Regions from separate parts of the Mus musculus genome. Here regions 1 and 2 are each linked to region 3. The links are chromatin contacts, called in public promoter capture Hi-C maps. All regions are on one chromosome and are shown on one strand. Each heading gives the region's core, a stretch centred on a gene start, on an enhancer-like site or on the middle of the called end of the contact. The rest is flanking DNA. Distances are from core to core; before and after follow the strand shown. Region 1 overlaps Foxn1 (forkhead box N1). Region 2 holds the start of Ccnq (cyclin Q). Region 3 holds the start of Sarm1 (sterile alpha and HEAT/Armadillo motif containing 1).

The links. Promoter capture Hi-C pulls out the DNA fragments that hold promoters and counts their contacts.
Region 1: a contact with region 3 is called in a promoter capture Hi-C map of embryonic stem cells, with 3 times the contacts expected there. The contact joins the enhancer-like site here to the promoter of Sarm1 in region 3. A contact is called at or near these places in 7 of 39 promoter capture datasets (the 3T3-L1 cell line, the C10 cell line, the HPC-7 cell line and 2 more), 1 of 15 datasets of contacts at CTCF or cohesin (embryonic stem cells), 16 of 484 Hi-C or Micro-C datasets (the AML12 cell line, the G1E-ER4 cell line, the N1E-115 cell line and 5 more), 7 of 115 datasets of contacts at active chromatin or transcription factors (bone marrow-derived macrophages, embryonic stem cells, pancreatic cancer cells and 1 more) and 2 of 9 other capture datasets (adipose tissue and pancreatic islet).
Region 2: a contact with region 3 is called in a promoter capture Hi-C map of embryonic stem cells. The contact joins the promoter of Ccnq here to the promoter of Sarm1 in region 3. A contact is called at or near these places in 7 of 39 promoter capture datasets (the 3T3-L1 cell line, the HPC-7 cell line, cranial neural crest and 4 more), 3 of 484 Hi-C or Micro-C datasets (embryonic stem cells and rod photoreceptor) and 3 of 9 other capture datasets (adipose tissue, liver and pancreatic islet).

Annotation. Positions count from the first base shown.
Region 1 is chr11:78,358,949-78,361,648 of GRCm38.p6, reverse strand. It overlaps Foxn1 (forkhead box N1), which reads left to right. Exons shown (of 9, transcript NM_008238.2): 7 at 16-223; 8 at 381-872; 9 at 2,579-2,700. Among named protein-coding and RNA genes, the nearest start is that of Gm30367, 12 kb to the left of the region's middle. Within about 2 kb of position 1,403, at least 141 of the 459 cell types and tissues checked have an H3K27ac peak or open chromatin away from gene starts, as enhancers often do. A contact at or near this core is called in the G1E-ER4 cell line, the HPC-7 cell line, the N1E-115 cell line and 4 more, where this site is marked.
Region 2 is chr11:78,750,416-78,753,151 of GRCm38.p6, reverse strand. It overlaps Ccnq (cyclin Q), which reads left to right and starts at 1,423. Exons shown (of 1, transcript NM_197989.1): 1 at 1,423-2,646. The coding sequence starts at 1,490. The coding sequence ends at 2,242.
Region 3 is chr11:78,496,166-78,499,055 of GRCm38.p6, reverse strand. It overlaps Sarm1 (sterile alpha and HEAT/Armadillo motif containing 1), which reads left to right and starts at 1,302. Exons shown (of 9, transcript NM_172795.3): 1 at 1,302-2,067. The coding sequence starts at 1,598.

The DNA.
Region 1 (2,700 bases), core at 154-2,653, 140 kb after region 3:
GTTCTGCTCTGGTAGACTGCTCCTGATGGCTGGAAGAATTCTGTTCGCCATAACCTGTCCCTCAACAAGTGCTTTGAGAAGGTGGAGAATAAATCCGGAAGTTCCTCTCGAAAGGGCTGTCTGTGGGCCCTCAATCCTTCCAAAATCGACAAGATGCAGGAAGAACTGCAGAAGTGGAAGAGGAAAGACCCCATTGCTGTGCGCAAAAGCATGGCCAAACCAGGTGAGGCTGTCAGGCCTGTGTGAGAAAGGCCAAGGGACCTGGGTACCAGAATGAAGAAGAGCAGAGCCTGGGGAGAGAGGGATACAGGGAGGGGGGTCTGGGCTGGGAGGCTACAAAGGAGAGAGGCCTCATGGTGTTTTCTTTTGGGCCTTTGCAGAAGAGCTGGACAGCCTCATTGGAGACAAAAGGGAAAAACTGGGCTCTCCGCTGCTGGGCTGTCCACCCCCTGGGCTGGCAGGCCCAGGTCCCATCCGGCCCATGGCACCATCAGCTGGTCTTTCCCAGCCTCTGCACCCAATGCATCCAGCTCCAGGCCCCATGCCTGGCAAGAACCCCCTGCAGGACCTACTGGGTGGCCATGCTCCCTCCTGCTATGGGCAGACCTACCCACACCTTTCCCCCAGCCTGGCCCCTTCTGGACACCAGCAGCCATTGTTCCCACAGCCAGATGGGCATCTTGAGCTGCAGGCCCAGCCAGGCACCCCCCAGGACTCACCTCTACCTGCCCACACACCACCCAGCCACGGTGCCAAGCTGATGGCTGAGCCTTCCTCAGCCAGGACCATGCACGATACTCTACTGCCAGATGGAGACCTTGGGACTGACCTGGATGCTATCAACCCTTCTCTCACTGACTTCGACTTCCAGGGTGAGCTGGGAGCTGGGAGCTGGGAAGGGTGGGACAGGACTAGAGAGGTGCTCTTGGCTGCGTGGCCTAGCCTCTTCATGTCTCTAGGCTGCCACCTGCTGGCTCCTGAGTTTCTTGTCACCTGAGGCGGATGACTAGGAATGTTAAATTCGCATTTGCTCCCTGCCCTCCAGATCATGAGCTAAAAGGCTCTTTCCCCCATCTCCCCCCTCCTGGTACTCTGATCATGTACCAGATGGCTTCATCATCAAACCGCTCATCTGACAAAGCTGGGAAAAGCCGGAAGTTCCATTGGTGTACTTGACTGTGAGGGACTGGGAGGCTAAACGTTCCAAAATCATTTGCGTTTTATCAGAATTTAGCTTTCACTTCAGGAGACAGACTTTCTATGGAATGGAAGACCTCAGAGCTAAGCATGTCCTAGAGAGATTTGAGGGTACAAGCCCAGAGAGGTGAATCTTTACATTCTCCTCCATCTTGCCCGCTCCATCCTACAGGCAGCCAAGCCCCACCCTCTACCCTTCTAAGCCCCGCCCCTTCCCGTTTGAACTGTAGTGTACCGAGCAAGCCTTTTTGGAGGAGGCTGTTGATCTATACCTTAGACTGTTAGAAATAAACTTCACATAGACCTTCATTCCAGACCTGCTGCGGCTGCAGAGAACAGGCGGCTGCAGAGGAGGCTATGTGGACGTGGGATACTATAAATTCTATCAGAAGGCTAGAGATGTGGGTAGGGGGTAAAGCGTTTGCCTAGCATGCACCAATCCTTAGTTAGGGTCAATACCCCAGCATCACAAAACCCTTAATTAATACCCACTCAAGCTCCTACTGAGTACCAGGCATCTTGCAAACAGCTTTACATATGTTCTTCCCATCTGGACCTAGCAAACAATACTATACAGAGAGATACATCCACTCAAGGTCGCTGGGCCAGAAAGAAGGAGTTGAACCCAGGTGGCCAAGAGCAGCCAGCGTTGTCAGGTCTCTTTCTCCACCCTGCGGTGATGATGTTCCAGGCAGCGACTCCAGTCACTGGCCTGCCACGCGGCAGGTCACACGACCCTAGGAGGAACTCAGTGACAGCACTGTTTGTTCCTCAGAGTCAAGTGTCCTTTCTGGTTCTATCCCTGTACCTTGGGTCCTGTGAGGGGGCGGGGAGGAGGGTCTAGGGAGCCAGACCTGTGTACCTCATCAAGTTCGGTGGTGCACTGTGGGAAGACTGTAGGCGGCAAATCAACCTTTGGGAACCAAGGCAGAAGCCTGAGTGAAGAGGTTCAGGGGGGCCTCTAGGCCGCTTCCAAGAAGAGCTTTGCAACAACCTTCAAATGGGCAAATCCTTAACCTTAATCTAGTACCCTGTTCTTCTCGAAGAGGCCCAGAGGTTACCTGCAACTATGGCAGTGGTTCTCAACCTCTGGGTCGCGACCCCGATGGAAAGTCTGATGACCCTTTCATAGGGGTCGCCTGCATCTATGGCTTTTACACCGTGCTACCTTGGAGCTCGGAGCTGGACTCTGAGGCTCAGGAAAAAAAAAAAAAAGTTCAGTGATTACTTGAGGTCCCAGAGTGGATGCCAAGATAGGCTTCCAGTCCGCATCACCAGACTCCTGTTCTCTGAGGCTTCTGAGGTACTTGGGTGGGAGACAGACTGGGCTTAACTCTCTATGGCCTGCCAATGATGAGGCTTCTTCCCTCTCCCCGACTAGGAAATCTGTGGGAGCAGCTGAAGGATGACAGCTTGGCCCTGGACCCCCTCGTATTGGTGACCTCGTCGCCGACGTCATCCTCCATGTTGCCACCCCCACCAGCAGCCCATTGCTTCCCCCCA
Region 2 (2,736 bases), core at 174-2,673, 250 kb before region 3:
GTCAGGGTTCTACAGAGCTCTGGAAACAGTTTCGTTTTCCCTCTCAAGTTATACCACCACTGTTGATGTGTTTTCAATAAGATCCTCTGACATAGTAAAAAAAAAAAAAAAAAAAAAATCATACTGAAGTGGGCAGGGCATTTAGTTCACGAGTAATGTGCTGGATTCTATCTGTCCCCAGAACTACCAACATAGTGTCTTCCACAGCATGTGAAAGCTCACACCTTTAATCCCAGCACTTGTCAGGCAGATCTCTGTGAGGCCAGCCTGATCTATATAACAGGTTTCAGGTCTGCCTGGGCTATATAGTGAGAAACAGTCTCCAAAAACAAAACAAACAAAAAATAAATAAAATTTGAGAATGTAGTCTTAATCGGTAACATTTAAAGAGGAAGATAACCGTGTGCTACAAGTGGCCAAATGAGAAATGTAGAAGTTGTGGGGTACTGCTTTTCTTGGGGGCTAAAGAACGCTAAGATTGAGAAATCCATGTCTGGTACATCGTCTAATGCATATACCTCTCTTTGGAATCCCTATGGCTTAGGGTGTTTTTTCCCACTTTACAAAAGTCTTAATTCATACAGATATATAAAGACATAAATGAAAATGAAAGATTCCTCAAAACAAATTAGTAATAGCTAAAGGTCATGAGCTGGGTGATGGTAGCAGGATGGGGGGGGGGGTGGGGGGGTGGGCAGCAGTGCATGTCTTTAATCCTAAGAGACAGGTAGATCTCCTGATTTGGAGACCAGCCTGGTCTGCAGATCAAGTTCCAGGACAGCCAAGGCTACAATAGAAAACCCCTGTCCTGATGTCCTGATGTATCTATCTTCCTTCCTTCCTTCCTTCCTTCCTTTCTTTCTTTCTTTCTTTCTTTCTTTCTTTCTTTCTTTCTTTCTTTCCTTCCTTCCTTTCTTTTTCAATTAAAACAAAATATCGCTGAGTGTGGTGTTGCACACCTGGGATAAGAGGATCAAGAGTACAAGGCCAGTCTGGGTTAAATGTAGAAAACCTGACTCAGAAAAATAATCATCAAAGCCAAACTTATGGAGCATATTTGATCTGCCTACATCACTCGTTCATTTTTCACAAGAGCTCCATGAGGAGGGGACAGCCAACCACCCCAACTTGCACCTAAGGAATGAGATGTAGAGGATCAACCAAAGCCCCCAGGGTCACAGAGGCAAATGCCAGGGTGAGAGTTGACTCTCATCCTTTCCATAGCCTGGATTCTCAGGAACAGTGAAAAAGCCCCTTAAATCAAAAGTAGTATCTTCTCAGATGTCTTAAAAATAGCACTCCTCGTCTCCACCAAGCTGCTCCTGAGTGCCTATCTTTTAATATAGGAGGAAAAGCCGAGCAGGGTGGGCGTGGCGGCAGGACGGGTGGGGGCGTGGCCGCTTGACGGCACGCCCCCTCCGCGAGGACCCCCGGAGCCGGCCTCGGCGCGCCGGAGCGTTTCTCCTTCCGGGGCGGCCTGCTGGGCCTCATGGAGGCTGTTCGGCCAGACAGCTGCGAAAGCGGGCCGGCGGCGCCGCGAGCCGAGGAGAGGCCGGCTCCCGAGGCGAGGGTGCACTTCCGAGTAACCCGGTTTATCATGGAGGCAGGCGTCAAGCTAGGCATGCAGTCCATCCCCATCGCCACCGCTTGCACCATTTACCATAAGTTCTTCTGCGAGATCAACCTGGACGCATATGACCTCTACCTGGTCGCCATGTCTTCCATTTACTTGGCCGGCAAAGTGGAGGAGCAACACTTGCGTACTCGTGACATCATCAACGTGTCGCACAGGTACTTTAACCCGGGCAGTGAGCCATTGGAGCTGGATTCCCGCTTCTGGGAGCTACGAGACAGCATTGTACAATGTGAGCTTCTTATGCTACGAGTTCTGCGCTTCCAAGTCTCTTTCCAGCATCCACACAAGTACCTGCTGCACTACTTGATTTCCCTCAAGAACTGGCTGAATCGTTACAGCTGGCAACGAACCCCCATCTCAGTTACAGCTTGGGCTCTGCTACGAGATAGCTACCACGGGGGGCTATGCCTCCGCTTCCAGGCTCAGCACCTAGCCGTGGCTGTGCTCTACCTGGCCCTGCAGGTCTATGGAGTCGAGGTGCCTGCAGAGGGTGAGGCCGAGAAGCCTTGGTGGCAGGTATTTAGTGATGACCTTACCAAGCCAATCATTGACAATATTGTGTCTGATCTCATTCAGATTTATACTATGGATACAGAGATCCCCTAAGGCCCTGGCCGAGGCCGGACCTAAGACCAGGATGATCGGAGGCCTGGGGTATCGTTCCACCAAGTTGCTGTGATGGCGTGTCTCCACTCGGAGGACTGGTTGTGCTGGCAGAGGATGTCATTGGTGACTGCAATGACATGCTGTCATTTTGTCCCCAGCAGCCCTTGTTCAAATAATGCTAAGAGCTTCCATGTGGGCAGGACATATAGAGCTTTCTAGAATTGGCTGCATCAGCTTTTGCCCTTTGAGAAGATGCTGCATTTGAGGCATGGACCATTGCAGGTCGCCAACAGGAAAGTTAAAGAATAGAACTGCACCCTTAGGGGAAGTATGAATGTGTAACATAGAATCTTATTTTGTATAATAAAAATTATGCAAATAAAATATAGGAAAGGTTTAACGCACCAGAGTCTGCCTTATGGTATTTCTAAGTTACAGTAGGAGAGATACTGGAAACTGATCAATATTGGGGAAATGGTTAGTGAAGCATGGTA
Region 3 (2,890 bases), core at 53-2,552:
GGTGGAAAGAAAGCATGTGTTGTCACCCTCTGAGCCAGTCCCGTTAATCTCCCTGAGCCTTACTTTTTATAAAGTGGGACCATGGTGCCTTGCCTCATCAGGTGTTGAGAGATTCCGTGAGCTAGAACAGACAAAACGTTTCGTGCCTGGAGTAGCTTCCAACTCATTCCCATAAGCCGTTATCGATTTACTGTTTGATCAGGCTAGGTGCTTGTCCCATCCTACCCCCCGCTTCGAATCTGGATTTTTGGGGCAAGAAGGGGGGTTGGGGGAGAGCTGGCAAGCACTTTGGGGGAGGTTTTCTTTTCTTCTCATAAAAGAACAAAGCTTCATTTCTGGCCTCTCCTTGTTCTCTCTAAGCTGGGTGTTACAGCATAGGAAGTAGTGGGTCAGAGTCTATTCTTCTTTCTTTATTTTTTTTAGATTTATTTATTTTATGTTTTGTGTATAAGTGTCTGCTCACATGTGCATCTGTGCACCACATGCATGTCTTGTGTCTATGGAGGTCAGAAGAGGGCTTTGAATACCCTGGAACTGGAGTTTTGAACAGTTATGAGCTGCCGTGTGGATGCTGAGAATCAAACCCAGGTCCTCTGTAAGAACAAGTACTCTTAAAGGCTGAGCCATCTTTCCAGTCCCAGAGCCCATTCCTGAGGCTTTCACTAATCCATTGATCCTCGGGGGACCACCCTGGCCACACCTTCAATGACCTCATTTATTTTAAAAAAAAAATGGACTCATTGGGCATACTTTCTAGACTCACATACTAAGTGGGATTTCTCTATAAAGAAAGTGCTCACTGGGGTAGAGTGCCAGGTTTTGGGCCAAATTCCAAGCACTGGCACACTTCTGAAGCCCCTCCGTTTTCTGTTCTGTAATCACAGGCGAGCGTGCCTTTGGTGTCTCTTCTCTATGGACCGCAGTAGTCTCAGCGGCAAAATGAAACACTAAATTTTACTCCCTACAGACGCGTGAAGCCTAAGTGGAAACCGGCATTAAAGGGCTTTAAGAATCTCAACTGCGATTCTTTAACCATCCGGAGGGGACGTGGATACATGTAGCCAGCTTGCTTCCACATTTTGGGGAGCCGAGCGAGCGGTAGGAAATGGAAGACAGCTCTTTACAGCCCTTTCTACAGCATCTTGCACACCACCAAGGGGAGACTGGGGAGAGGAGGCGGAGCCAGGTGTGGGCGTGGCTGGAGACCTGGGGTAGGGCTTGCGCCTGCGTCGGGGGCGGAGCCCGTGAAACCTAGAGGCGGGGCGTCAAATCCTTGACTCTGCTGCTCAGAGGCGTGGTTGCTGTTGAGCATCTTAGCTCCGCTGTGCTTAGATTGGAGCAGCGCTTTGTTCCGGGCACCGGCGTCTCTACCCTCCCGCGTCTGGTCCATGCTTCTCTCTCCCTTCATGCCCTTCCTAAGTCGCTGAGTCCCGGAGCTGCCCTCCTCCTTCTGCTTCTACACTTGTAGCCCAGCACCTTTACCGGATCCTGTTTGCTTTTTTTTTTTTTTTTTTTTTTCTTTCTCCTCCCAAGGCCGGGGTCTCTCTGCCAGGCCCCGCCCCTCTAGGCCTGGCATGTCCCCTGCTGCCCAGCGCCCATGGTCCTGACGCTGCTCTTCTCCGCCTACAAACTGTGCCGCTTCTTCACCATGTCAGGCCCACGGCCGGGCGCCGATCGGCTGACAGTGCCCGGACCGGATCGGAGTGGTGGCGCCAGCCCATGGTGGGCTGCGGGCGGTCGCGGGTCTCGCGAAGTGTCGCCCGGAGTGGGCACTGAGGTGCAAGGCGCCCTGGAGCGTTCGCTGCCTGAGCTGCAGCAGGCGCTGTCCGAGCTGAAACAGGCAAGCGCGGCGCGGGCTGTGGGCGCGGGTCTCGCCGAGGTCTTCCAGCTGGTAGAGGAAGCCTGGCTGCTGCCGGCCGTGGGCCGCGAGGTGGCCCAAGGTCTATGCGATGCTATACGTCTGGACGGTGGCCTCGACTTGCTGTTGCGGCTGCTTCAGGCACCGGAGCTAGAGACCCGTGTGCAGGCCGCGCGCTTGCTGGAGCAGATCCTGGTGGCTGAGAACCGGTGAGGGAGAGTGGGGTGAGGTGTGGGGTTGCCAGGGCAGTGAAGGTGGTTGGAGACGGTATCCCATTGCTGATTTTGCCCTAAGCCCATAATTCTCCCGTGCATCTGGGTGTCTTTCTGTGTTACCTTCTCACCAGGGCAGCCATGACCTTATTCTGCAGCGTCTGATCAGGAACAGAAAGTTTTTTGGTTTTTGTTTTGTTTTGTTTTGTTTTTGTTTTTGCTAGGACGAAATAGTAGGGGCAGAGAAAACTGAGGTATCTTTCCTTCCTATGGGAAACTGCTTGACTGCTTCTCCTTTGCCTACCTCCTGAGACCTCCTTTTGAACTATTATGAAGCCTTTGAAGGGCCCACTTTCCCGGTCTTCTGGTGCCAGAGCAAAACAGGCTGTCACACTAATTTTCACCAAAATCTCAGGCTCTCAGCTCAGAATTTTTAGAAGAGTCGCTTTCAGCACGCAGCCCTCACAAGTGTCACGACGTGTTTTCTCTGGCATTTTTGATCACCTTTGATATGTGGAAATTACACAACTGTCCAAAAAATGCACAAACAGAATGATTTGGGTTGGGAGACCCAAGGTAGGTTTCTGCTTGCTTAACCCCTCTCATCTAATATCCGCTGTCCTGACTGGGATAGGCCATGAGTATGGAGAACTGGAAAATGGAGTAGGTGCTTGCTGAGTGTGTTGGAGCCCAGCTTGGCTGGTGTTGGCTTGGTATGGTCAGGGAGTTAGAACTGGTGGTACCTGTGGGAAGTGGGTGCAGGAAACATGATGCAAACATACGGATATGTTTTCAGGAATGGAAATGACTATCCTTACTT